Linked DNA regions of Mus musculus: regions 1, 2, 3, 4 and 5 are each linked to region 6. A link is a contact called in public promoter capture Hi-C data. All regions are on one chromosome and are shown on one strand. Each heading gives the region's core, a stretch centred on a gene start, on an enhancer-like site or on the middle of the called end of the contact. The rest is flanking DNA. Distances are from core to core; before and after follow the strand shown.

Region 1 (3,986 bases), core at 710-3,209, 610 kb before region 6:
ACATCTGAAGCAAGCTAGAGGTGCTACATAATGAGACTCTGAATAAAAATAAAAATTAAAAAAAAAAGCCTGACTGCGTGACCTTAATAGATGACAAAGTTGTTGACCATGAACTTTGTAGATGAAGTTGTGTCAGATCAACAGGTTGAACACATCTTCCAGTTACGATCACTATGCCTGAACTATGGACACTTTGCAAATCATTTAAATAACTACCCTGTATATTTATACTCAGTCAGTCCAACTCTTAATCCAATTCCTGCTAGGCTTTTGCCTATAAATAAACAGGGCCTTGGTTTATAGCCCAGGCTCACCTCAAACTTACTGTGTAGCAAGGTTGACCTCTCTCAACATATGATAGTCCTTAGCTTCCGGGGAGCTAGGATTATAGCTGTGTGCCACCATATTCAGCAAGACTTATGTCCTAACTGGAAAGTCATTGAAAATTTGTACCTGTCACATGCACACACTATGATATAAAGTTAAGAGGAAAGAGCATACAAAAAAAACATATATAAAGTCGGGGCAAAGGAGATGGCTCAATTGGCAAAGTGTCTGTCACACAAGCATGAGGAACTGCATATGAGGACCCACACAGCACTGGGGTAGGGAAAGTGCGGAGACAGGAAGACTTCTCAGTTCAGTGAGGAGACCTATACCCAACATCAACCACTGGACTCCACATGCATACGGATGTGCACACAAACGTGTACATACACCACATAAACAAGTTCACACACACACCCAAAATTTATAGAGAAATGGGGATGGCGTATGGGTAAAGCACTTATCTTACATAGAAGAGGATCTATAATTGATGCCACGGGTTTTATCCAAGGCATCAATCAAAAGGAAAAGTTAAGGAGTCAAGGCAAATGAGTGGTATTGATGTTCTACATCAATCTATAATAAAATTCTGCTCTATGTTACAGAGTTTGGAGTCCACTAGCAGGGTAATTTTACAGTCCCGGTAGTAATGTAAATCTTTTGCCATCATTCTAGGAGGGAGGAAACACAGGTCTTACGTATTCAGACAGAAACGTTTATACAGTTTTAGGTTTTCATACTGATCAGGGAGAAAATAAACCAAGGTGGTCGAAATGTCTAAGTGCTATTTACAAGCTGCGTTTAGCGTTTTTGATCCACTGTTTCTCAAAAATCATCACTTTGCAAAAGTCAAGTGGATAACTGAAGTCGTTCATGCCCAAACTGTCCCTTACTCGGACCCATGATTCTAATGGGAAATGCACTGCTGGTATGATCAAGCAAAAAAATCGAGAAAACCCGGACTCCATGTTACTCGAGAGTCAAGCTACAACCTCACAATCATCTTAGCGCTACAAGACAGCTATGCACCATGCCCTGAGGCTGCATTAGAGCCTGAGAGGACGACAAAAGGCACTAACTAGAGGAGACAGCTTCTCTTTTGTTCCTTGTTTCTGCTTTTTAAGATGCATGAAGAGCATCCACCCTTCGGCCGTCGGGAGTGCAAGACACGCCTGACAAGTGCTGGACACACCAGACAGCGGGGTGAGGACAGGGTCGGGTGTAGGTTTGGGGTTCCGGGACTCGTCCTCTCTAGAAACCGCCCGCCTTCCAGCCTGGCCCCGGGCAGACCGCCAGTGCGCACGCCGGGTGCGGCGGAAGGTCGCGGCCGGCCCAGGGCGGCGACTCCCGCCCTCAGGCGACCAACAGGGTCCGGGCAGCGGAGTCTCCCCTGCCTCGCCTCGCCCTAGGTCGGCGCCCCTCAGCTCCTCCTCCGTGGCCTCGGCCGGCTCCTCAGGCCCGCCGGCCATCCGCCCACCCGGCCCGCGGCAGCGGTCGCCTCACCTACAACCCGAGGGTGGGCCCGTCCCGCTCCACCAAGGCAACGCTGAAGGTCTTCTCGAACCAACGCCGTCTGCGCCTGCGCGACCTCGCTCCCCCGCCGCGCCTGTGCGCCTGCGCGCCCGTCGTCCCCCAGCGCGAGTGCGCGCGGCGCGGCGCCGCGCCTCAGACCAGACGTGCAAGGGGCCCCGCGGCGGGCGCCTAGGCCAACTGTCCGGCTGCGCGTGCGCGGGCGAGTGCGCGGGCGCAGTGGGGGCCCTGCTGGCGGGTGACCGGCGCGGGGTGGTGTGGAAATGGCCGAAAGGCCTTTGAGGACCTTTGCTGGGCCGGGAGGCGCGGCTCTCGCGAGAATGTGCCAAAGCCGTAGCTACTGTCCCCTGAAGGGGCGCGGGCGGGCAGGGCGCCAGCAGAGACCCAGGGCGGGCTCTGCGGACGCGAGCTGCCAGCCAGAGTGTCGCTCCCAGACCCTGCCACCCTCTCTATGGTGGATGACTTGCAGGTCTTTATGGGAACTTCGTCCCAGGTCAACTGTAATTTTAAAATGTGAGTCTTCTCAGTTGGAACGATGAGAGAAAACCCAGGCCCTAGAGGTTAGGCGACTGCGGGCTTCTAGAGCATGCAAGTTAATTCAAGAGAGAGAGAGGATGGAGAGAGAGCTCTTCTTAGAAGAGAAATCAATGTCGCAGGAATTGTGCAAGGAACACACCACTGCTTTAGAGCCACCTTAGTGACAACCGATTCCCCAGCAAACGGTTAAGGAGATCCCGATGGTTCCCAGGACTCACTCACTCCGCGGATTATTTACTGAAGAGGAAAGGACCTTCACAGCCAGAAAATCGCCTTCACCAAGTGACTAAAGCTAACTTCAGGTGCCCTGTCATTCACAGAAAGGGACACAAGTCGATATTCTTATATTCTTGGTTGTGAACCTAGCCTTTAACGGCTGAGCCATCTCTCCAGCCCACGAGTCAGTATTCTTAACAAAGCATGTAATTTGTCTATGGGCGAGAAAGCAAATCCAAATTAAGGGACGTTCTGCGAAGCAACTGCTCAATCTTCAATGTCATGAAAGATGAAGAAAAGGGTTTAAGAACAAAAAGATGTAATGCTAAAGTGTTTTTGTGAGTCTCAGTTGGACTGTGGATAAAACAAAAGGGCTATTGAACACAACCAAGCAACTGAGGAGATTTGAGTAAACTACACTAGTACACTAGTACTAGAGCAACGTAGAATCTGAGGGTACTGTGCCTTGGTTATGTACAAATGGCCTTTTTGGAAATATTTGTTGATGTTTCTACCGCTAACTCTTTTTATTGAAAATAATTTTTCATACACTATATCCCGGTCATGTTTCCCCACCCCCAGCTCCTCCCAGATTCCCCCAACCACCTGACTCCATGCCTTCTTTATTTCTCTCTTTAGAATACAAATAGTCAAACAAACCAGAACTTAAAAAAAGAAAAATAATAAAGAGGAAGTACGAGGAGAGTAGACACATAAACACAGAGTCCATAACATACACACAAAACACAAGTAAAACAAAACAAAAGGCCCAAAGTCAGAATCATTGAGTTCATTTTGTGTTGTCCCTCTATGGCTGGGCATGGAGACTCCATTGAAGAAAACCATTTTGTTTTCTTTGCAAGTGGATGCCAATTAGAGATAGTTTCCTGTTACGGATGGAAGCTTGTGTCCACTTGGAAGCACCACCTGACTTGACCCTGTAGTTCAGTAGTTTCTCTACCATCACTTACACAACTCAGCCCTGTTGTGTCTAGAAGACACTGTTTCCTTGGTATCATCCCCCAACCCCTCTGGTTCTTACAATCTTTCCACTTCTCTTCCAGTTGCCTGAGCCCTGAGGGGAGAAATTTGATGGAGACATCCCATTTAGGACTGAGTGTTCCCAGGTCTCTCACCCTCTGAACATTGTCCAGTTGTGAGTCTCTGTGTTAGTTCCCATCCACTGCAGGGGGAAGCTTCTCTGATGATGACTGAAAGAGGCACTGATCCATGAGTTGTTGCAGGATATTTGCTCACATTTAGAACCCCAGGACTGTGCACTGGAAAACCCTTATTCTGGTGTGGCTCAACCATAGCACACCCAGAGCTTTCTGTAAACACAAGCTAAATAAAGTCACCGGCAGGTCAAGAGGTAG
Region 2 (3,958 bases), core at 1,229-3,728, 980 kb before region 6:
CACTGAGCTATCTTCCTAGCCAGCATTCAGTGTATGGTGAAAGCCAGTTTGAGTTCAGTCCTGAGGTCCTACCACTGTCCTTCCTCTGATGTTACCTTTATTTCAGAAAAGATTTATATCATGTTTGTCTCATAAAGACAGTAATACAGGGTCTTTGTTGGTGTTTCTATTGCCATGACCAAAAGCAGTGTGGGAAGAAAAGGGCTTATTTCAGTACAGTCCATCACTGAGGTAAATCATAGCAGGAATCTGGAGGCAGGAGCTGATGCAAAGCCACGGAGGGTGCTGCTTACTGGCTTGCTCAGTCTGCTGTTTCATAGTACCCAGACCCATCAGCCTAGGGATAGCCCCACCCACAATGGGCCCATCAATCACTAATTAAGGAAATGAGCTATATAGGCTTGCCTATAGTGTGATTTTTATGGAAGCATTTTTTTTTAATTGAGGTTTCAGATGACTCTAGCTTGTGTTAAGATGACATAAAACTAGCCAGGATAGTCAGTTTCTCATGAACTATAATTTAAAATGATGAGACATTTCAATAAGGCTGATACATTTTTTAAAGGATTTTTTATTACATTTTGTTTTTTTAACATTTCAAATGTTATCCCCTTTCCTGGTTTCCCCTCTGAAAACCCCCACCCCTTTCCCCCTCTCCCTGCTCACCAACCCACCCAATCCCGCTTCCTGGCCCTGGCATTCCCCTACACTGGGGTATAGAACCTTCACAGGACCAAAGGCCTCTCCTCCCATTGATAACCGACTAGACCATCCTCTGCTACATATGCGGCTAGAGCCATGAGTCCCAACCATGTGTTTTCTTTGGTTGGTGGTTTAGTCCCAGAGAACTCTGGAGGGTACTGGTTAGTTCATATTGTTCTTCCTATAGGGTTGCAGACCCCTTCCGCTCCTTGGGTACTTTCTCTAGCTCCTTCATTGGGGACCCCGTGCTCCGTCCAATGGATGGTTGTGAGCATCCACCTCTGTATTTGTCAGGCACTGCAGAGCCTCTCAGGAGACAAGGCTGCTATTTTTAAAATGCATGTAAGATTTAAGTCTCACAACCAAAAAGTGACCTTTTTTTGGTGAGAGTGTCCTTGGGAAGGTTAATACAGAGCAAGGTGCCTTTTGTGTTTCACTGACTCCCCACAAAACTTTAACTGCTATATTCCTTTTATTGCAGAGGAAAGCTGGGATTGGGCAACTCAGGGCTACCTGGAATCACCAAGTGCGACCATAAGACTTTACCCGCTGAACTCTACACAGGCGCTTCCATTGAGATTTTTTTAAATTGCATTTTGTTTTTTGTTTTCAAAACCAATAGTCCCAGGAACTATCTGATGTTCATATGGCAGGCACGAATTTGAAAGGGATCCTACCTTGAGCTGATGAATGACAGAGCAGATCGTATTGACGGCAGTGAGAACTTCCTTGGTCACTTGGTTGATTACTCCCTAGAAAAACTTGACCTTTGATGGCATCTAAGTGACTGCGCTGTCTTTTAAGATCAACTTTCTGCAACTGGCATAATCTCCAAACTTGAGGCGAAATTTACAAGCCAACCATTGGCTCCCCCTCACCAACTTGCTAAGCAAGAGCTCCGCTGCTGCTCTGTATGTAGTGCCTCGCCCACAGTCTGCCTCCAGGAACAGGCTCTCGTTTGTACAGTCCAGGCTGACCAGGTATGTGAAATCCTGTTTCCCCAGTTCCTGAGATTACAGGCACATGCCCCACATCCAGTCTCATGGGTCTGACACATGCACAGTAAATCCACACAACTCGGTCCTAACATGCTTCACTCCTCGAGAGTTTCCTGGTACCTCTTGCTGGGTGCTGGCCATCTAGAGGCTATGCTGATTTCTATTACTAAATTTGTCTGTTAAGTGGTTGTTACACGCAAAAGAAAGCTCACTGCACAGCGCTGGATGGCAAGTGCAGCTGTTAAACCACGTGAAACGTAGCCTCCGGTTCTTTCAGAAAGAAAATACTTGTAGAATAGACTTTTTTAAATGTTTATTTTTAAAATGTTTAATTAACCAAGTTTTGCTCCAGAGGAAGAGAAAGGAAAATGCGCTTTATCTGAAGTATATTCCTTTCAAACTCCAGTGACATTTGGGGGAGCAAGTTTAGAAATTACCCATACCACTTTTTGGCTCTTCTTGTGATCACCCTCCAAAAGAAAATGACATGGGGGAGAAGTGAATGGTTTAAGTGCAAGGCTGCTGGCTCTCTCTTAAAGCACTGGGTCTTTGCAGCGGGAAGTGGACTGTGGGTGTAAATACGTGCTGCACTAGCAGCGACCACACCTCCTAGCAGGGCCTCTGGACCCAGAGTTTCCTGCAGGTTTCCTCTCCACAGGGCAAGCTAGGGGCGGGCAGGAAAGGAAGATGCGCTGCCCAGGAGTGGGAGCGGGGCGGACCTCTTGCGCTTGACCCCCGCCCTCTGAGAGCCCGCCTCGGGGCGTGGTCCCGGCAGCCTGGGAGCGTGCCGGAGCTCTGGACCCGGGCGGGCGTGCAGCTGCGGGACGGGAGATGCTCGGTCAGTCACCCTGTGGCCGCTGAGGCTCCCCTCTCACTTCCGCCGTGCCAGACAGACCCGACCCGAGGTAAGGATCCGAAGCTCAGGTGGCCCACCACCAGGGCGGGCACCTGGCGCAGGCGTGGCCGAATGACGGGACTCTCAAAGGCAGGAGTTCAGATTGGAACCTTTGGAAACTCAACGTTGCGACATACGTTTGTGGCTTTCCAAAAGTCTCTTTCTGGGATACTAACAATAAGCAATGACCTCAGTAACAAGTTTTATGCTGACTACCACTGGACTGGGTTTGCACCCGGGAACTTGAAGCACCTCTGGAAAGTGAGTTGGTAGGAGAGCAGGGCTTCACGGGGGACGCACAGCTCACCCCATGGTTGGGATAGAGAAAGCTTGTTCAGAAGCGCAGCTCTGGGATCCAGATTGCCTCCTAACAGACATTATTCCTGGATCTATACACAGAAGCCTTGCTTGTGAAATTACTTTGTTTCTCCTTCTATTCTTTTATTTTCCTCCTTTTATTCTTTAACGATGTCCTGTGGATATAAATTAATTTTCCTTTGTTGTCGGCTATGAATCATTTAGCTGCTTTCTGAAAAGCTTGGCTTTAAGGGGGGGAGGGGGTGATTCTGTTAGCCATTGAGAATATCCACACACACTTTTCTCCACTTTCTCGGCTGGGACTTTTACTGTTTTTCTTAGCTCCAAAGGTTCAAACCCAGGGTCTCTCACATGCTAGGCAAGTCCTCTACCACCCAAGCCCTATACAAAGCATTTCAAACATCTTGAAAATGTTCCCACTTTCCTACTTTCTTAAAATGATTCTCAGCACCAAACATTTTACTCAGCAACTACTCAGGGAATTGGGGACGTGGTGAAAAAAGGTAATAATCAGTAGTGCCCCCTCCCATTTTAGAGGCTTATTATAATCATCATCATAGTGCATGCCCTAATGCTCAGGTAGACTGCGTTCTATAATTCCATCTCTGTCCAGCTCTAAGTACAGATCATCACACAGGTCTGTATTTAACCACCCATCTTCATAAGCAAGAAAATGCAATCACAGAATCAGTGATGAGAAAGAGTTTTAAGAAGAATATTATCTCCGAGAAGCAAGCCATCCAAGAAAGCTGAGTTCACCTTTCCGGAGGCCGCTGCTAGGTGGTGTCCTATTATGTTGTCTAGGCTGGTCTCAGACTCCTAGGCTTAAGCCATCCTCCTGCCTCAGATTTTGGGGGGAGCTACAGATGCTGGGGCCACCATGGGATGCTTCCTCTGAGTCTTTCATCTGAAGTCTTAAAGTCGTGTTCCCCATCCAAATTCAAGGTAATGATTAGATCAAATCCAAGGCGACTTCCACTAAAACAGAATTTCCTTTTTTGATGCGCTGAGGAAAGGAAGGGAGGCCAATCATCTGCATAGTTAA
Region 3 (4,202 bases), core at 1,353-3,852, 810 kb before region 6:
TGATCCAAGAGATCATACTGGATAAAAGAATATCACACAGCATAGTGCTATGGCCTCCCTCATTTACACAAATTAATACGGGGACAGGTATTAATCACAACTGGCCCAGACCACAGCAGACAGTTTCAGAGGCCTGTGGTGAAAGTTCAGTCTACCAAGCTCAGTCTTAAGTACCATCAGCAGCCTGTGCTGCTCAGCATCAGAGCCTAGGAGCTCCACTGAGTCACATAGCTCCTAAGCCGGAGGTCTTCATCTAGACAAGGTGGGTTGTAAAATTACCATATACAGATGGCCATAAATGCCATGAGGCCCACAAGAGGGCCCTGGCCCTGTTCTTGTCACCTCCACTCCGCCACATCTCAGCAGTAAATGTGGAGATTTGCTACACTGCTGTGTAGTCAGATTCTGACTCAACGGGCCTCAAGCGGGACTAGAGAGTCTCGGAGCGTAAATCCAAGGAAGGCAGGTCATGTGAGCCAGCCACACTTTGGTGCAACATCTGGACTTCTGGGTTCCAACTTTGCTTGATGAGAATCCCAGGGGTATATCCCAAAGAGTCAAACTGCTGCTGTTCTCTTTACAGCAAGACTTGAAATGTTTGGGTTTTTTTTAAAGGCTTTGGGGAAACAAAGTTTCCTTCTACCTTTAGACAAAAAAAAAAAAAAGAAAGAAAGAAAGAAAGAAAGAAAGAAACCTTTCTGAGAAATGAATTTAACATTAACTAGAAAGGAGAATGACTCAACATACAAGATCCAAGTTACCAATCATCCAAAACTATTCTGTATGCTCTCAAAATACAGAATTAATTTACACGTAACAGAGAACAATTTTACTCCTCATCACAATGAAGGGGCTGGTGCATTAGGCCAGGACTCTTTCAAATACCAAAGCCATCCAAAAAGTCCAGAAAATAAGGGCAGAATTTAAAAAAAAAAAAAGTCAATGACCTTATTCCAAGAACCTTTCTTTCTTTTAAAACTAGCAACCTGGTGATTACAGAAACACCTGTGCCTACATTTTTGCAGGGAAAGTAAAAGACCAACCAGGTGGTGGGGAGTATCCACAGTGGTCTCAGAGGAGCTTCAATGTGTTCATTTGTTTCCTCAGGAACTATTCTTTACTAACTTTGGAGGCATAGAAAAGTGTATCTAATTAGGCAGTCACTATAAATCCAACCCTTTCACATACACCAAATGAAAACATTTCAAGTCCTAGAGAAATAATATGTGCAGAATTAACCTTTAATCCCCCCCCCCCCTCCAAGAGCCAAAGGGACAGTAAGTTTGCTGTGAACTTGAGTCTCCTAGAAATGTTAGAAAGGCCATGAAGTCGCATCAACTTGGGGACAAGACCTACATGAGGATGAAAGCAATAGACACACTAACATGGATAAGGAAATCTCGGGGGAGGGGGTCTCAACCCTTGACAAAGAACTACAAACGAGTAAGGAAAGCTGGGAATGGGGGCATAGTCTTCCCCAGAGTACAGTCCCCAGTTGGTTATCCACCATATAGAGACAAGTAGCATTATATGTCCTGAGAAAAAGAGGCCATGAATTTGAAAGGGGGTAGGGGATATGGTTACACCGAAGGGGTTAGGCGTAGAAAAGGGAAGGGAGGAAATGATGTTAATTACAATTTTAAAAAGATATATTTTTTTAAGTGCTTTCCCGTGCTGGGAATTAAACCTAACTTCCTGCATACCAGGAAAGTACTCTTAACACTTAGCCCCCTTCTCAGGGGTATCTGTCAAATTATAGAAGACAGAAACGCTACTAACAGATGAACCCAGAAAGAATGCACAAGGACCTGAGTATCACCTGTGGCTTGGGGGATATGCAGGACCTGCAAAAACCAGACCGGTCTGCGCGGATTTAAACTAATTTAGGAGCCTGCTGTACCATTTGGAGTAGAAACCCCGAATCCTTTGAGCGTCTCACCCTCTTCCTTCAAACTACCCAGCAGTCCCAGAAACAACGCCGCCGACACAACCACTGGTTCCTAGGGTGCCAGAAAGAACTTCCCGGGTGCTCAGCGCAGGTGAGGCTGCCTTTCGCTAAGGAGGGACCCGTCTGGAGCTGCAGCTGGAGCTGCAGCTGGGCTGCAGAAGGCCGCCTGCCTGCCACCACCATCAATCGAACCCCTCGGGCCCAGCCCGGGACAACCGGGGTGCCAACTACTGCCGCAGCTGCGGAGCGCTTCACCCGGCCTGACCCGGATTCTGCTCTGCTCCGCGCAGCGCGCGCACACTGGCCACCGCGCCCGCCCGCCCGAACCTCCGCGTCTCCCGGGACCCCGCAGCGAGCCCGGTGCGCGCGCCCGGAGCCGCGGCACGTGTGCGGCAGGGCGGGGACTGTCAGCCGCGTTCCCCAGCCGGGCCGGTCGCCCACTCGCTCGCTCCCGCCCGCTCCCGCAGCCTCACCGCCGCGCCTGGCTGTGTCCGGCTCGCCCTCTGCCGCCCGCGCGCTCCGCTGGCGGCCGCGGGCCCCCGGGCAATTTTTAAGGTCGCCCTGTGGGTCCGGCCCTCGGGCCCTCCCTCCTGAGACCCCCTCCACCAGCCCTCCCTCCGGAGGCCACGCCCTCCTGAGGGCCCGCCCTCTCGAAGTCCCGCCCTACCGGCCCTCCCCCACGCGAGGCCCCCTCCGCCCCTCCCTCCCGAAGGCTGGCCAAGGAAACGGAAATCTGCTCTCCTCGCTGACTGCCGAGCTGGCAGCCTCCGGGAGGACTCACCTTGAGGTCTCCCAGCGTTATCCAGCCCCAGGAGGCTGTGGCTTTAACAGTAAATGGAAAGTACTAGAATGGTAGTGGTGAACTATAAGTTCCCTTATGGGCAGCTTTTTAAATCATCTGTTTATTTGTCTACAGACAGGGTCTCGCATAGCCCAGGCTTAACTTGCTATATGGCTGAGGGTGGTCAGGAACTTCCTGATCTTCCTACCTCCCCCTTCCAAGAGAAGGAATTTCAGGTTTGTTCCACCAGGCTTGGATTTGTGAGGTGGCTGGGATGAAACGTGGGGCTTCCTGCATGCTAGGCAAGCGCTCTGCCAACAGAGCTACATCCCTAGGTTTTAGTTGCTTGTCTGATTGTCTATTTTGTGTCGCTTTAGGTTTCATTCTTTCTCCCCTAAGGAAATCCATTCCCAGGAACATTATGGAAAAGACAACAATATAAGCTGCCGCTGCAGGTTTTATAGTTCCCAGCGATATATTCCTGAGGCTTTAATTAGAAGCTCAAAGTGACGCTGGAGTGAGGGCGCAGAGGTAAAGAACCTTTGATACTTATCAACTTGACTCAGCCTAGAATCAGTAGAGGGATTGCCTAAATCCAGTCAGTCTGAGGATGGAAAGGTCCGTAGCAGCAATGTCTTGATCAGTAATTGATGCTGGAGAGCCCAGCCCACTATGGGTGGTGTCATTCCTCTGGCAGGAAGTCCTGGATTGGAGGGGGGAAAAAAGCATCGTCCAGAGATCAACCAAGAAAGTGAGTCGGTAATCTGTATTCCTACATGGCTTCTGCCTTGACTTCCTGCCTTCCGTCAATCTGGAAGAGAATGCCAAATAAACCTTTTCCAAGCTGCAGTTTAGGCAACAGTGTTTCATTGCTGCAACAGAACGAAACTAAAATTCAGTTCTTAGCCCACATCTGGTAGCGCCCAAGTCCAGCGCTGGTGTGTATCCAGCTCCCCCGTCTGGCTTCTGTAAGCATCTGCAGGTTCCTTCAGGGGTACACACACACACACACACACACACACACACACACTACACATAAATAAAATAAATCTTTAAAAAAGAATCATAAAATCAAAAGGAGCAGGGAATACTTAAGAAAACTGTGGTTCACAGGAGTGATAAAACTATCTTTAACTCTAGCCCTATTCAATTGGAAGAGTCTCAGGGTCATGTGACCCCTACACCACCAGCTTCCCACTCCGCTTCAGCCTCCCTATGAGCCTTTTCACGTTTTTAAAGATTCCTTTAATTCTGAAATTGATGTGTATGTATGAAAACATGCATGCTGGCACCTGTGGAGGCTGCAAGGCAAAGTTGTCCCTTGAACAACAAGAGGTACCAGTGGTGAGCCGTCTTCCTTGTGTGCTTCCTTTATAGTGATGTGTTTGTGTGTCAAGTTGAGGGGGGAGTGTCAATTGTACTGGCTGGTTTTGTGTGTCAACTTGATCCAGGCTGGTGTTACCACAGAGAAAG
Region 4 (3,773 bases), core at 546-3,045, 730 kb before region 6:
CTTTTAACCCCAATTTCAGGGTTCTCTGACTTTTTTTGATTTATAGTAGTCAGTCTATTTTAGACGGAGATTTCCGGAAGACCAAATGCTAAAACTGCCTTTAACCTGTGGCACTTTAGACCGTTGTAAATGCCACGATCCTAAAATGGCAATAGCCATGATCATATTTGGTAAAACCTAAGTGACTGGAGATGGTACCGAGAGCACAGACCATAAAGTGTTAACAGTCATAGCCCTCAGAACTACGAGTTAACCAATCAGGAAAGAATCAGTGATCAATAAGGCAGGGGCCACTAGGATCCGGAGTGAGTGCCAATTATTTACCTGACAAATTAACACAATGTTTCCTAATGCCTAGTGGATCTGAACCCGGTTAATTTCTTGCGAAGGTTTTCGACACAACCCTGTCCACCTGCCATGGTGTGAATAATATACTTCTACCCAGAGATTGATGGCTTCCTACTATATTACACTTTAATCATACTTAGAAAAAGCTTTTCTAACCATTGCTGACCCAGGATGGCAAAACAGATTCTATAAAACCATCCATAGTATGCAATAACACCGCTGCTCCACAGGTCCTGGGTGGATGAGTTTCCTTAGACCCACAGTTTAAAGGGTCTGCACTGAAGCTAGGCCTCTCCTGCTAGTCCTGACACCATCAAGGCCACGCTTTGGAAGAGTCAGGAATGGAGAGTTCAGAGTCCACAGTGCAGACATGGAGGTACTTTAACCACGCCTCCCACGCACTTTGTGTAACCTAACCAAGTGTGAGGATATGCGCCTTTCCCCTTCAGTCTAAAGTAAAATGTCCAGGGGTTGGTTCATTTCAGGCAAGTTAATGCTCTAGTAGATTGATGCTGAGAGTGACATTCTGGGCTCTTATGGGAAAACTGACATCTTCCCTCAGCTGTCCGGTGATGTAATGTTTAAACTATTATTGCATTAGAAAGATGCTAGCTAGATGGAGCTGATTTAAGCTGCAGGTTAAACACGCATATTAAGAGATCATGACATCAAAAAACGCATCCATCGGGATTTAGTTTAAGGCTGACCTCCTTTTGGGTGACAAAATCCTTTTCAGGTAATCATGAGACATTATCCTAAGTTTTAAAGTTTGTCCACTCCGTTCTAGAACCTGCCACCTCGCTTGGAATGCTATTTTCTGCCTCTCACGTGGGACTTTTGTTACTCTCTCACGGAAATTCAGACTACACATAATTTCTAACAACGGAACCCAAACACCATGAGGGGAAGATTCATTCTCCTGACTCTCTGAAGCACTGCGACGTTTGAGGTCCTAAAACAGACGGGAACAAGGTCACAGGCTTTCACCCCATCCTAGAGGACGGAGCATAGCTGAGGCCTGTGGACTGCGCAGTACACGTTCGAGTAATTTTTTTTTTCTTTTTGCACCCATCCTGCTTTGACGCACTGCAACTCAATAACAGGTGACAGTGGTGGCTCTGAGATCCCAAGGCCACAGGGACCCGGGGAACGGGAGGCGCAGAGGTGGCACACAGATCTGACGCCCAAACCTGGCCTCCTCCAGCCGCCGCCCCCCTCCCCCGAGCCTGTGCAATCTGTTCCAGGTGACATACAGGACAGTCCTCCCGCGACGGGACGCCGCACGCTCCCGCCGGCGTCTCTGCGGGCTCCGGGGACCCTAGGCACGCTGCAGCCGCCCCGCTCACTCCGCCCGCAGAGACACCCAGGTCGGGATCTGACCCGCAGCAGCTCGCAGCCCGCGGCTGGGCCCGGACTGGACGGGACGGGGCGGGGCCGGGACGGGGGCGGGGCGGTGACGCAGCCGCGCGCGGGCGGGCGAGCGAGCGGGAGAGCGGGCGGGCGGGCGCTCGGCGGCTGCTGAGGTGCGGAGGCCGCCGCGCCGAGCCGCTCCGCTCCGCTCGGGCTGTTCCGGGAGTCGGGCGGGGAGCGCGGGCCGAGACCCAGCGGACCGGACGACCTCGCCTTCGTCACTTCCTGCCGGCCCGCGGTTTCCGGAGGGAACGAGAAGCCAGGTTTTGTTATTGGTTTTTCTTCCTTCCCTCTGTGCGGGATCGGAGCCCGACGCCGCGGCGGCACCGCGTGCCGCGTGTGGCGGGAGCCGAGCGCAGCGCGGTGCAGCGCGGCGGTGCGTCTCTCCGCGCGCCGCGGCCCGGGTCGGCGCGGGCGGGAAGCGGCGGGCTCAGGCCGGAGGGCGCCGAGGCTCCTCCGCGGTGGGGCGGTCTCGGGGTGTCTGCGCGTGCTCCCGGGACGAAGCTGGCTGGCTGGGTTCTCGGTCTCCTCATCTTCCCGGCTGTGAGGCCGAGGCGACTGCTCTCTCGCATCTTTGCTTGAATGGCTAGGGTGTTTTTAAAAGAAAAAGAACAAAAAAGAAAAACACCATTTGCGTGGGGGGACTTGAATAAGGTTACGTTTTCCAGGGTGAGGCAGGTGGTGATCGTTAATGAGTGAGTGCAGTTTCGCCATTAAACCGATCAGTCGGTCCCCCCAGGTTAGTGCGGCCATGCAAATAAAGCGGCCCATTGTCCACGTGCTTAAGGGCTTAGCAATTCCAGCAGGGCAAGTTCTCCGGGATCATCTGACTTCTTGTTACCATTCTTGCTCGCAGTGTAGCGGTTCTCTTGAGTTGGCGTGCAGAGATAAGAGCAAATAATTAGACTGTAACTTTTCACAAGTTGTCTTGCCTATTACAAACTCACCTTCCCTTAGGATCAGTAACATGTTTTTGTAGTATCAGTGTATGTGCGTTTACGTATATTATACACACAATCATTTATATAATTTTTAAACCATTTAGTTTGAGTTTAAAGTTAGAGAATTAGAAAGAGTAGTACACGTGGTGTTTGCTGCCTGTTTGCCGGGACAGTGCCAGATGTTCATAGATGTTTTATATCAGTTCATTCTCAAGGGGAACTTCTTACATAGGCGTAGATTGTTCAGTTTCTCAATACTTAAGTTTGATTAGCTCGCACCACTATGTAGAACGTTGGCTTTAAATAGTTGTTTCTCTTCTGAAAATAAGGGTGCTGATCACAGAATAACTTAGCAAATTAGTGTGGCTTTAGAAAGAAGTTCATAGAAGTGTGTTTAGTCCATTTGGGTGTATAAGAGTTTTAAAAGCCTTGTGGCTCTTTTCTTACTCCTAAGTGCCCATTATATAACATGGTCAGAAGTTGATCTAGATAGGGTGGGCACCAGGCAAAGGTACAGAGCCGTTACTCAAATTTGGGGTCCTTTGTATTTCTTACTACACTTCCTAACTGAAGGCAAACAAACATGTGAAATGATTTTTTTAACACCAAACTAAGAAAATTAAACAAAAACAAGCTGTAGGCTGTTAGATTTTTTTATTTTGCTTGACTGCCCCCCCCCCCTTTTCTCTTTTAGGTAGGGTCTCACTGTGTATCTCTGACTGGCCTGGATTTATGTAGATCAGGATATATCTCTGAACTCAAGAGACCTGCCTGCCTCTGCTTCCTGAGTGCTGGGATCAAAAGTGTCCCCTCCTACACTCAGCTAGGAGTTTTGGGGTTTCGCTGAGCATTTGAATATTAAGAATGTTAGATTTTTCTGTATTGTGCATACTTGTGCCTAACTTTTAAATTAGGATTTAAGTATTTTAAACACATATTCACTTATTATATCCAGTGTAAGATTAAACTATAAAAACACCATTTAAGGTTTAGGTAGCCATAACAGTTCAAAAGCTGATTTGTGAGGGTGATGGTAGAGAGTAGAAGTGGCTGGAAAGTTTTGACAGACTCGGG
Region 5 (4,184 bases), core at 311-2,810, 570 kb before region 6:
CTGTGTCAGTTTCTCTACTGCTGGGATTACAGGCATGAGCCACTGTAGTGATAACCTCAATAGTCACCTTGATGAGATCTGGCCTGTAAAAGAAGCATAAACGAGTCTGTGGCCCCTTATAAGGAATTGGCGGGTGCTGTGCAGGCTGCTGGGGGAGAGCTGTCGCACTGAGCTGCGATTGTGACTGATAATACTGACCTGAGAACCATGGGACATGTGCCTGGTGGGCCAGCTGTGTGGTACTCTAAGTGAACATGATGTGTCTCAAACCGTGTTTATGTCTAAGCTGGAGAGTCAGGGCTACTGTCGGCCTAGGGCAGAAAAGCTTTGTGCAGCAGGTGTCCATTACTGCAGGGCTCACAACTTCAGAGGCGAGTGTGCTTAGCCCTAAATGGTGTATCTATATCACAGCCTTTAAGGTTCAGGGAGCAGAGAAAGGAGGCAGAAGGGGCAGAGGAAGGGGTGGGATGTTGTGCCATGCTGTTTTCCAGGCAGGACATGGCTACTGCGCTCTAGAATTCTCAGCAGCCATGAAGATCTGGATACGAGAGCGGGCCATCACTATTCTGTCCTCAAGGGAGGATGGGCTTACAAGACCCCACCTCTCCCTGAGGATTTACAGGTTGCTAGTGAAGAGAAGCTGAAGAGGGATCATGTAATTCCTCCTTAGGATCTACATGATATTAATGGTGGTGAAAGGGGACTCTCTTTTCTTTAGTGGTTTAGACACTGCTCAGTGGCCCAGGCATGTATAAATGACCCTCCCCGAGTCCGGGGCTCAGGAAATCACCATTGATCTACTTTACCATGATGCACTTTGTCTTTCTCAGTCATTGCCTTGCACCTCAGCTAACAGGCGTTCCTCTCAGTCATGTGACACGGGAAAGTGCACATGGAGAAAAACAAACCCAAATGAAGTCACCAGAAGAAAGGCAAGCCAAGGAAAAACGTGAGATTTTGATTGTCATTAGCTTTCCTGCTCTCTTATGCAGAGAGACTTATCTGTTTTTAATATATTTGCCACCTTTTTTTTTTTTTTGAGATACGGTCTGACTCTGTGGCCTGGTGTGACCTGAAATTCACTACGTAGTCCGGGCAGGGCTTGAACTCATGGCAACCTTCCTGCTTCAACCTGAGTGCTGGGTTAACATCTCAGGCCAAAGGCCACAGAACTCTGACAGTTGAGCAGAGTGGATTTTATAAAGTCTCTGCAAGTGCCCTTTTGTAGGCTCCCAGCACAAGGTTTTCCCCAGTGTGTCCTGTCATGAACCTAACTAAATCCCCTTTCTCCCTTCTGTAACCGATGTAACAGATTACTAATCAGGCTTGGCGATGCTTTTCTTATTTTTCTTTTCCTTCCTTTCTTTTTTTCTTTTTTTTTTTTTTTTTGAGATGGGTTTTCCCACCTGGAACTCATTAGGCATTTCGAACCTCACTCATTAAAAGTCTTCTGAGTCAGAGAATATGAAACCACTTGATATTTTAGGAAAGAATTTACTTCGAGCCTGTTATTATTAATAGTTTTAAAGAGCAAATTCTGCCTAATTATTTTGGTGATTCAAATTATTAACAAAGTGTTTACAAGAAAATCTTTTAGTAAACTATTCTGAGGGTAGCTCTGCGAGTGGAGACACGGTGATAATCACTTTCCCGCCTCTTGGAGCTCTGCTAATCCTTTTGTACTGTTGTCTGAGGCAGGGGCTCGCTCTCAGCAGCTCTGGCTGTCCTGGTGCTCTGCCTGTGCCACCATGCTCTGCCCTGCTAGCTGATGGCGACAGAAAGCTACACAGCATGAAGGAGTGAGGCAATGAACACTTACCATGAACTTTGTTTCACCCTTTGACAGAGTATCTGTAATGAAATGGACTTTTTGTAACTGTTCCACAACACGATGTAACAACTTTGGCTGTATAATCATGATTAGGAAATAGAAAAAGAATACTGTTACAACAAGAAAAAAAACTTTTTTTTTTTTTTTTTTTTTTTGGTGTTGGAAAGTGAACCCAGGGCCTTAGTCTCTGCCACTAAGCTATGTCTGCTACACTTGTTTCTTTTTTTCCTTCCTTTCCTTGAGAAGGTCTATCCAGGCTGTGTTAGGAATATGTAGACCAGGATAACCTGCTGCCGCACCATCATGCCCTGTCTTAGGGACCTAACCCAGGGCCTTGTGAATGCTACACATTCAAACATTCTACCTGAGTTATGTCCTGAGTCCCATGCTGTTTCCTTTAAAAAGAGAAGTTACTTGGGATTGGAAAGATGGCTCAGTGGTTAAGAACACTTACCGTTCCTCCAGATGACCCCAGTTCAATTTCTAGCATTCACATTAGGTGGCTCACAACTGCCTGTAGCTATATTTCTAGGGAACCAACAGAGACCTCTGGTCTCTGAGGGCACCTGTGCTCACACACACACTCCTACACAGACACAAGTGCATCATTAAAGACATAAGTCTCCAAAATTACTTACTCATTTAATATATGTGTGTGCATACCAACCTGTGCATGTTGGGGCTTATAACCAGGGAACAGGGCTTCAGAGCTGGTTGCTCTCATGTTGGGGTCTCTCAGCTCTACTCGGCATTCTCCAGGGAAACTGCCCTGCAATCTTGCACTGACTGTCCTGCCTCTACTGCCCACCTTCCTATTCGTGTTCTCCCTCTCCCTCTCTCTCTCCCCCTCCCCCCTCTCCCTCTCTCTCCTTCTTACCCCGTCAGGCCTGGGATTTACTTTGTAGAGTGGGCTAACACTGAACTCATGCTAAACCTTCCGAGTGCAAGTGATGAGATTCAAGGACCCACCATGTCTGACCATCAAATGAAACAATTTCTTTTTCTTAGAAACTACTTATATGGGGCTGGAGAGATGGCTGCTCTTCCAGAGGTCCTGAGTTCAATTCCCAGCAACCACAGGTGGCTCATAAGCATCTACATTGAGACCCTGTACTCTTTTCTGACATGCAAGCATACATGTAGGCAGAATGTTGTATTCATTAAAAAAAAAAAACCTACTTATGCTTTCAATGATAATAAACTTCATTTGGCCTCAACAAAGCAAAGAATTAGCTGTTTTTTTGTTTTGTTTTGTTTTTCGAGACAGGGTTTCTCTGTATACCCCTGGCTGTCCTAGAACTCACTTTGTAGACCAGGCTGACCTTGAACTCAGAAATCCGCCTGCCTCTGCCTCCCAAGTGCTGGGCTTAAAGGCGTGCACCACCACTGCCCGGTTAGCTCTTTTTAAAAAGCAAAAATATTCTAAAATTTAAAGATCTGCCTTTATATGTTTTTTTTAAATAAGTTTTACAGTAGTTATTTGCATTTATTTATTTAGTGTGTAAGTGTACACACGCGTACACATGCAGAGGCAGAGAAACAACTTTAGAGTGTTAGCTCTCTCCCCCACCATGTGGGTGCAGGGACTGAACCCGAATGACAAGCAGCTTCACTTGCTGAGCCATATCTCTGGCCCTTCTGTAACAGATAAAAATTCTCTCAATGAAAATATGTATTTTATGCTAAGTATTGATATTGATAACAAATAATTCTGAAAATATCTTCTTTAATCTCATCTCTTTAGATGTTAGGATATGCTAAAAAAACTGAATCCTGCTCTGTAACTCACTTTGCCTCTCACAGGACACAGTCAGCTTAGGGGGTCAGCAGGATGACATTCAGGGGACACCAGTGTATCCACTGCTGTGCGAAGAATTCTGCCAGGTGTCTGTGTCCTGGCTCATGTGACATCAGACAGATGTAAGTGTTGTGCTACAAAACCAGGCAGTTACAGTAAGAAACCAAGTATGGTAAAGCCCCGGGGACAGGAGAGAGATAAGAAAACTACTATGGGTTTCTTGATCTTCTATTTTAGTGGACAAGACCATGGAAGGATGGCACAGGGACGTCCCTCTTGATGTTTTACCCAATGTCCTCTCTAAACACAATCTTTGGCTATGTTTAAGATAAACTCCGAATTAGTATAGATTCCTTTAAAAAAAAAAACAAAAAACTAAAGCTGGTGGAAACACATATGAAAACTGTAACAACCCCCTAACCCTGTGGCTAGGCACGAAGTACTACATACAACTCTCTGACAGTCAGTGTGCGTCTCCCTGAGAGCTCCCACCACTCTTCCTTCCTGTGGGCGCTCACGCTACAAGTTATGAATTTTTATTTGCAAGACCTATGT
Region 6 (4,179 bases), core at 982-3,481:
TCACTCACATATGTGCATACTGAAACCAGAATTCAGGTCTCTTCCTTAGTCATTTTCCACTTCCAATTGTTTTATTATTTTACGAATGTTTTGCCTTCATGTATATATGTGCATGCCTGGTGTCTGAGGCTACAAGAGGGTGCCAGATCCCCTGGAAGTGAGTTATAGACAGTTGTGAGCCACTATGTGGATGCTGGGAATCAAACCCAGGACCTCTGGAAGAGCAGCCTGTGCTCTGAAGGTCCAAGGCATCTTCTCCAACCCTGTTTTTATTTTTAATTGTGTAAGTGTGTATCTGTATGTGGCCAGGAACACTTGAGGCTATAGGATCACCTGGAGGCAGAGTTACAGATAAATGTAAACCAGCATATGGTACCAGGATCAACTCCAGCTCCTCTGCAAGAGTTTCAGGCGCTCTTAACTGATGAGCCATCTCTCTAGTCCTTTCACTGTATTGGAACAGAGTCTATCACTGAACCAGAATCTTATCAAATGGCTCTCAGGAGCCTCTTGTCTCTGCCTCCCAGCAGTGAGACTACAGGTGAGAGCCATGTCTGGCTTTTTACATGGATGCTGGGGATCTGAACTCAGGTCCTCATGTTTATATAGCATTTACTCAGAGCCAGCACCTCAGCTCAAGGAAGAACTTTTAATAATAGGGTACCTTTCAACAAAAACATATTACGATTTTATGCAATGCTACAATCTTCATTTTGAAACTTAAGCTACTTTTGACTTGTAAAGGCTCACTGTCTATCAAAAACATGGAGACGGGAGATATACAGCTCATTGGTAAAATTAAATAAACCACAAACCTCCAACACACACACACACACACACACACACACACACACACACACACGGCGCGCGCTCCAGTGCTAAATTTTTGTTTCTTCCTGAGACAGAAGAAGTAAAATAAATGAAGATGCAGATATTGCATGATTAACCCCAGATGTCACTGAGCATATATAATAATGAGCATACGTTCCTGGTTTTGCATATTTGAAATTCTCCAAATTATAGGTCTGAAAAATTACTCTCAGAAAGAGGAAGGATAATTTAGCAGGCAGGATTACAGTTTTGACCATAGTCTTTGGTCGCAGTGATTTTTATGCCTGTCTTTACGGGGTTGCGATACAATCTCGAAGACACGCTAACTCTGCAGAGACTCTTAAAAGTTCTGCTCAAATTAAGGAAAACGAGCGAAACCAAAGTTCTTCAAAGGCTATCTACCGGTAATACGCAAGAGATGGGTATGGGATGGAACTTAACGTCCGCGAAGCCTGACAATTTCACATAGATTATTCTACAACCTGTGAGTCACCAATGTAATATCCAAGTAAGATGGAAAGTGAATAAATAAGTCAAACTTCCAGGTAGGATGCTACTACCACTGAGGGCATGGAACCAAGGCGAAAGGGAGTCTGGGGTGTGAAGAAGGCTGGAATAGTGGCAGTTCTAGTTAGTGGCTCAGGAAAGTCATGTAGCATCAAGCAGGGCTGCCCCTATCCGGGGGCAAACCTGGACACTGGGACTCTCCAATGCGGGAAGGGGGAGAGGGGGCAGACCCGAAAAAGAAGACAGTGTGAGCACAGCACGGGATAAAGGACGGATTCTGGGGGGGAAACCCGTTTCCACGTGATCTAACGCCGGGTTCTCAGCCACGTTCCTCAGCTCCGGGCCACACCAGGCCGAGGCGGCGAGCGGCCTGCGGAGAGGAGCGTGGTCGGTTGAGGAGGAGAGAAACCGGTCGGGGAGAGAGGAGCGGGGCGGCCGAGGAGAGGAGGGAAGGGAAAGAAAGGGCCGGATGAGGACAGCGGGGCTGGCTGAGCCAAGGAGCCGAGCGGCAAGGAGCCGGGCGACTGGAGAGGAGATGAGGCGGCAAGAGGACAGCGGGGCTAGCCCGGGAGGAGAGGAGCGGGGCTGGCGAAGGACAGGAGTGGGGCAAGCGGGCGTGAAGGAGCTCGGACCGCCCGGCAGCGGCTGCCCCACCGGCGGGACCCCGGCCCGCGGCTGCCGACCCCGCGTCCCGCCCGGGGCCGGGGGCGTCCGGTAGGACCAGGTCCATCCAACTCACCGGCCGTGAGGCTCGGCTCCAGTCCTCGGTGACTGCCGCTCCCGCCCTGCCCTGCCCGCCGCCGGCCCAGGCGTACGTAAGAGCGTGCGTACGCCCGCCCGTCTTTGTCTACGCCGCTGGACGTGGACCCCACTCCCCTCAATCCCCGCCCCCGAGTCCCGCCCAACCGCGCTTGCGCGGTCTCCCGGAGGACCCCAGGGTGGGCGGGGCTCCGGCGATGCTCGCTCCTCGCACTGATGCTCGCCAGCGTGAGCCGAGGTCGCTTTCTGAAAGCCAACCGGGGCCTGTCTGAGCTGTGTCCAGAACAGGCATCGTTCCCGGGGAGAGGGAGAACCCGGCATGGCGAGGTTCATTTACTGAGTCTTTGTGGGACTTTGTGTGAGATTCGGTTCCGGCTGGCCACGAAACGTTAGCCACCATCCCAGCACTACCCGGGCATCCCGGAGCTTCTCTTAACGTAATTGGCTGGTTGGCCAACTGCAGTTTTCCAACCCAGCCACAGTTCTAACTAACCTCTCCTCAGACTGGAAGCTTCAAAGACAGGCTTGTTTTGCTGACGTGGGTCCTTTATAGTGGAAGAAAGAGAAAGAAGGGATGGGGGACACGCCTCTTTGGCCCACCCCACCCCCTTTTAAGACAGGACGTCTTGTAATACAGACTTGCCTCAAAAACTGCGAATTGCCCAATGACCTTCAGTTTCTGCACCGACTGCTTCCACCTCCTGAAGTGCTGGAATAAACTACCGTCCCAAGTTTTATAAAGTGCTGGGGGCTGGAACTCAGGGCCTCGTGCATGCTAAAAGAAGCACTCGACCAGCTGAGCCACATTCCCAGCCTCCGAGTTTATTGCTTTTGTATACTTCCAAGAGTACCTAACCTTTCCCCTAATTCAGGACTTAAACCTCCATTTGTTGATTTCTTCACAAACTTTTACACAACTCCAGGTATGTAACTATAACAGGAATACAAGACATATTTAATGATAATAAATTTATTTAAAAGCATTTTTGCTATGTATTTGTAGCTTTCCTATATTAACTATTAAAGCAAATTTGCATATTAATGAGATGGATGTGTTTGCCACTCTATTAATTTATTATTTTATTTTTGGTTTTTTCGCTGGCTGTCCTGGAACTCACTCAGTAGACTAGACTGGTCTTGAACTCAGAAAAACGCCTGCCTCTGCCTCCCAAATGCTGGGATTAAAGGCATGCGACACCACTGCCCGGCTGCCACTCTTAATATAAAGAAATCAGCTAAATATTTGATACCAAAGGATATAAAACATAAAGTTTCCCAACGTTTTAAATTTTATAATTGTCAATGCTGAGAACACCGTTTCACAAATACCTTGTACAAAACAATATTAGTAAGTTTATGAACATTTCAGAAATTATTAGAGATTCTGCCCTAATCCCAAGCCAAAAATGATTTAACAGATTTTTGTGAGCAGATTAACTGAAGCAGTTTTTAAAATCAAGAATTCTAATACAGTGCAACCCCTGAATGTGCTAATTTGATGCTTACTTACAATGCTTACCTGCTGAGGAATGACTACAGGAAAATATTTTTTAAAGTCATGGTTTCTTCAAAATGAAACATGATAGCTAACTAACACTCACTGAAACACTCCACAGATGTAAGGGCAGGAGGATCAGAAGTTCAATGTCACCTTTAGCTATACAGTAAGTCCAGGTCAGCCTGGACTAGCCCTGTGACACTCTGTCTTAAAACAACCCCCAAAGAACTAGTGAATGAGTCAGTGGGGGAAAGGCACTGTTGTCAAACCTGATGACCTGAGTTAATTCCAGGGATCCACTCTTGCAAGTTATCCTTTAACCTCAGCAGGTGGACTGGGGCAAAAGCAAGCTCATGAATGCGCATGGATGCAAACACGCCAACACATCAGTGGATAAACGTAATAAGAACATTTTTAAAACTAACATAGGGCAGGCATGGTAGCAAACACCTTTAATCTAGCACTTAGAAAACAGAGGCAGTGAATTTCTATAAGTTTGAGGCCAGCCTGGTTTGAATAGTAAGTTCTAGGCTAGCCAGGGTTATATAGTGAGAAAATAATTACTTAGAAATATAAAAGATACA

Evidence for each region. Promoter capture Hi-C pulls out the DNA fragments that hold promoters and counts their contacts.
Region 1: a promoter capture Hi-C map of embryonic stem cells shows a contact between it and region 6. The contact joins the promoter of Vdac3 here to the promoter of Gpat4 in region 6. A contact is called at or near these places in 12 of 39 promoter capture datasets (the 3T3-L1 cell line, 3T3-L1-derived adipocytes, the HPC-7 cell line and 7 more), 2 of 484 Hi-C or Micro-C datasets (embryonic stem cells and muscle stem cells) and 1 of 9 other capture datasets (liver).
Region 2: a contact with region 6 is called in a promoter capture Hi-C map of liver, with 5 times the contacts expected there. The contact joins the promoter of Thsd1 here to the promoter of Gpat4 in region 6. A contact is called at or near these places in 2 of 39 promoter capture datasets (both in liver) and 1 of 115 datasets of contacts at active chromatin or transcription factors (large pre-B cells).
Region 3: a promoter capture Hi-C map of pre-B cells shows a contact between it and region 6, with 5 times the contacts expected there. The contact joins the promoter of Slc25a15 here to the promoter of Gpat4 in region 6. A contact is called at or near these places in 5 of 39 promoter capture datasets (the 3T3-L1 cell line, the C10 cell line, liver and 1 more), 1 of 484 Hi-C or Micro-C datasets (embryonic stem cells), 1 of 115 datasets of contacts at active chromatin or transcription factors (stem cell-derived neural progenitor cells) and 2 of 9 other capture datasets (adipose tissue and liver).
Region 4: a contact with region 6 is called in a promoter capture Hi-C map of pre-B cells, with 3 times the contacts expected there. The contact joins the promoter of Slc20a2 here to the promoter of Gpat4 in region 6. A contact is called at or near these places in 7 of 39 promoter capture datasets (the 3T3-L1 cell line, 3T3-L1-derived adipocytes, the C10 cell line and 3 more), 2 of 484 Hi-C or Micro-C datasets (B cells and CD8 T cells) and 1 of 115 datasets of contacts at active chromatin or transcription factors (extraembryonic endoderm stem cells).
Region 5: a contact with region 6 is called in a promoter capture Hi-C map of hematopoietic stem and progenitor cells, with 3 times the contacts expected there. The contact joins the promoter of A930013F10Rik here to the promoter of Gpat4 in region 6. A contact is called at or near these places in 6 of 39 promoter capture datasets (the 3T3-L1 cell line, the C10 cell line, embryonic stem cells and 3 more) and 1 of 9 other capture datasets (adipose tissue).

Annotation. Positions count from the first base shown.
Region 1 is chr8:22,591,854-22,595,839 of GRCm38.p6, forward strand. Vdac3 (voltage-dependent anion channel 3) reads right to left here and starts at 1,960. Exons shown (of 9, transcript NM_011696.2): 1 at 1,831-1,960.
Region 2 is chr8:22,224,825-22,228,782 of GRCm38.p6, forward strand. Thsd1 (thrombospondin, type I, domain 1) reads left to right here and starts at 2,479. Exons shown (of 5, transcript NM_019576.2): 1 at 2,479-2,605.
Region 3 is chr8:22,396,019-22,400,220 of GRCm38.p6, forward strand. It overlaps Slc25a15 (solute carrier family 25 (mitochondrial carrier ornithine transporter), member 15), which reads right to left and starts at 2,603. Exons shown (of 7, transcript NM_181325.4): 1 at 2,422-2,603. It overlaps 1810012K16Rik (RIKEN cDNA 1810012K16 gene), which reads left to right and starts at 2,703. Exons shown (of 3, transcript NR_045473.1): 1 at 2,703-2,965; 2 at 3,129-3,260; 3 at 3,427-3,573.
Region 4 is chr8:22,474,905-22,478,677 of GRCm38.p6, forward strand. Slc20a2 (solute carrier family 20, member 2) reads left to right here and starts at 1,796. Exons shown (of 11, transcript NM_011394.3): 1 at 1,796-2,021. It overlaps Smim19 (small integral membrane protein 19), which reads right to left and starts at 1,975. Exons shown (of 4, transcript NM_001146117.1): 1 at 1,602-1,975.
Region 5 is chr8:22,635,249-22,639,432 of GRCm38.p6, forward strand. It overlaps A930013F10Rik (RIKEN cDNA A930013F10 gene), which reads right to left and starts at 1,561. Exons shown (of 1, transcript NR_027886.1): 1 at 1-1,561. It overlaps Polb (polymerase (DNA directed), beta), which reads right to left. Exons shown (of 14, transcript NM_011130.2): 11 at 1,820-1,906.
Region 6 is chr8:23,206,222-23,210,400 of GRCm38.p6, forward strand. Gpat4 (glycerol-3-phosphate acyltransferase 4) reads right to left here and starts at 2,232. Exons shown (of 13, transcript NM_018743.4): 1 at 2,078-2,232.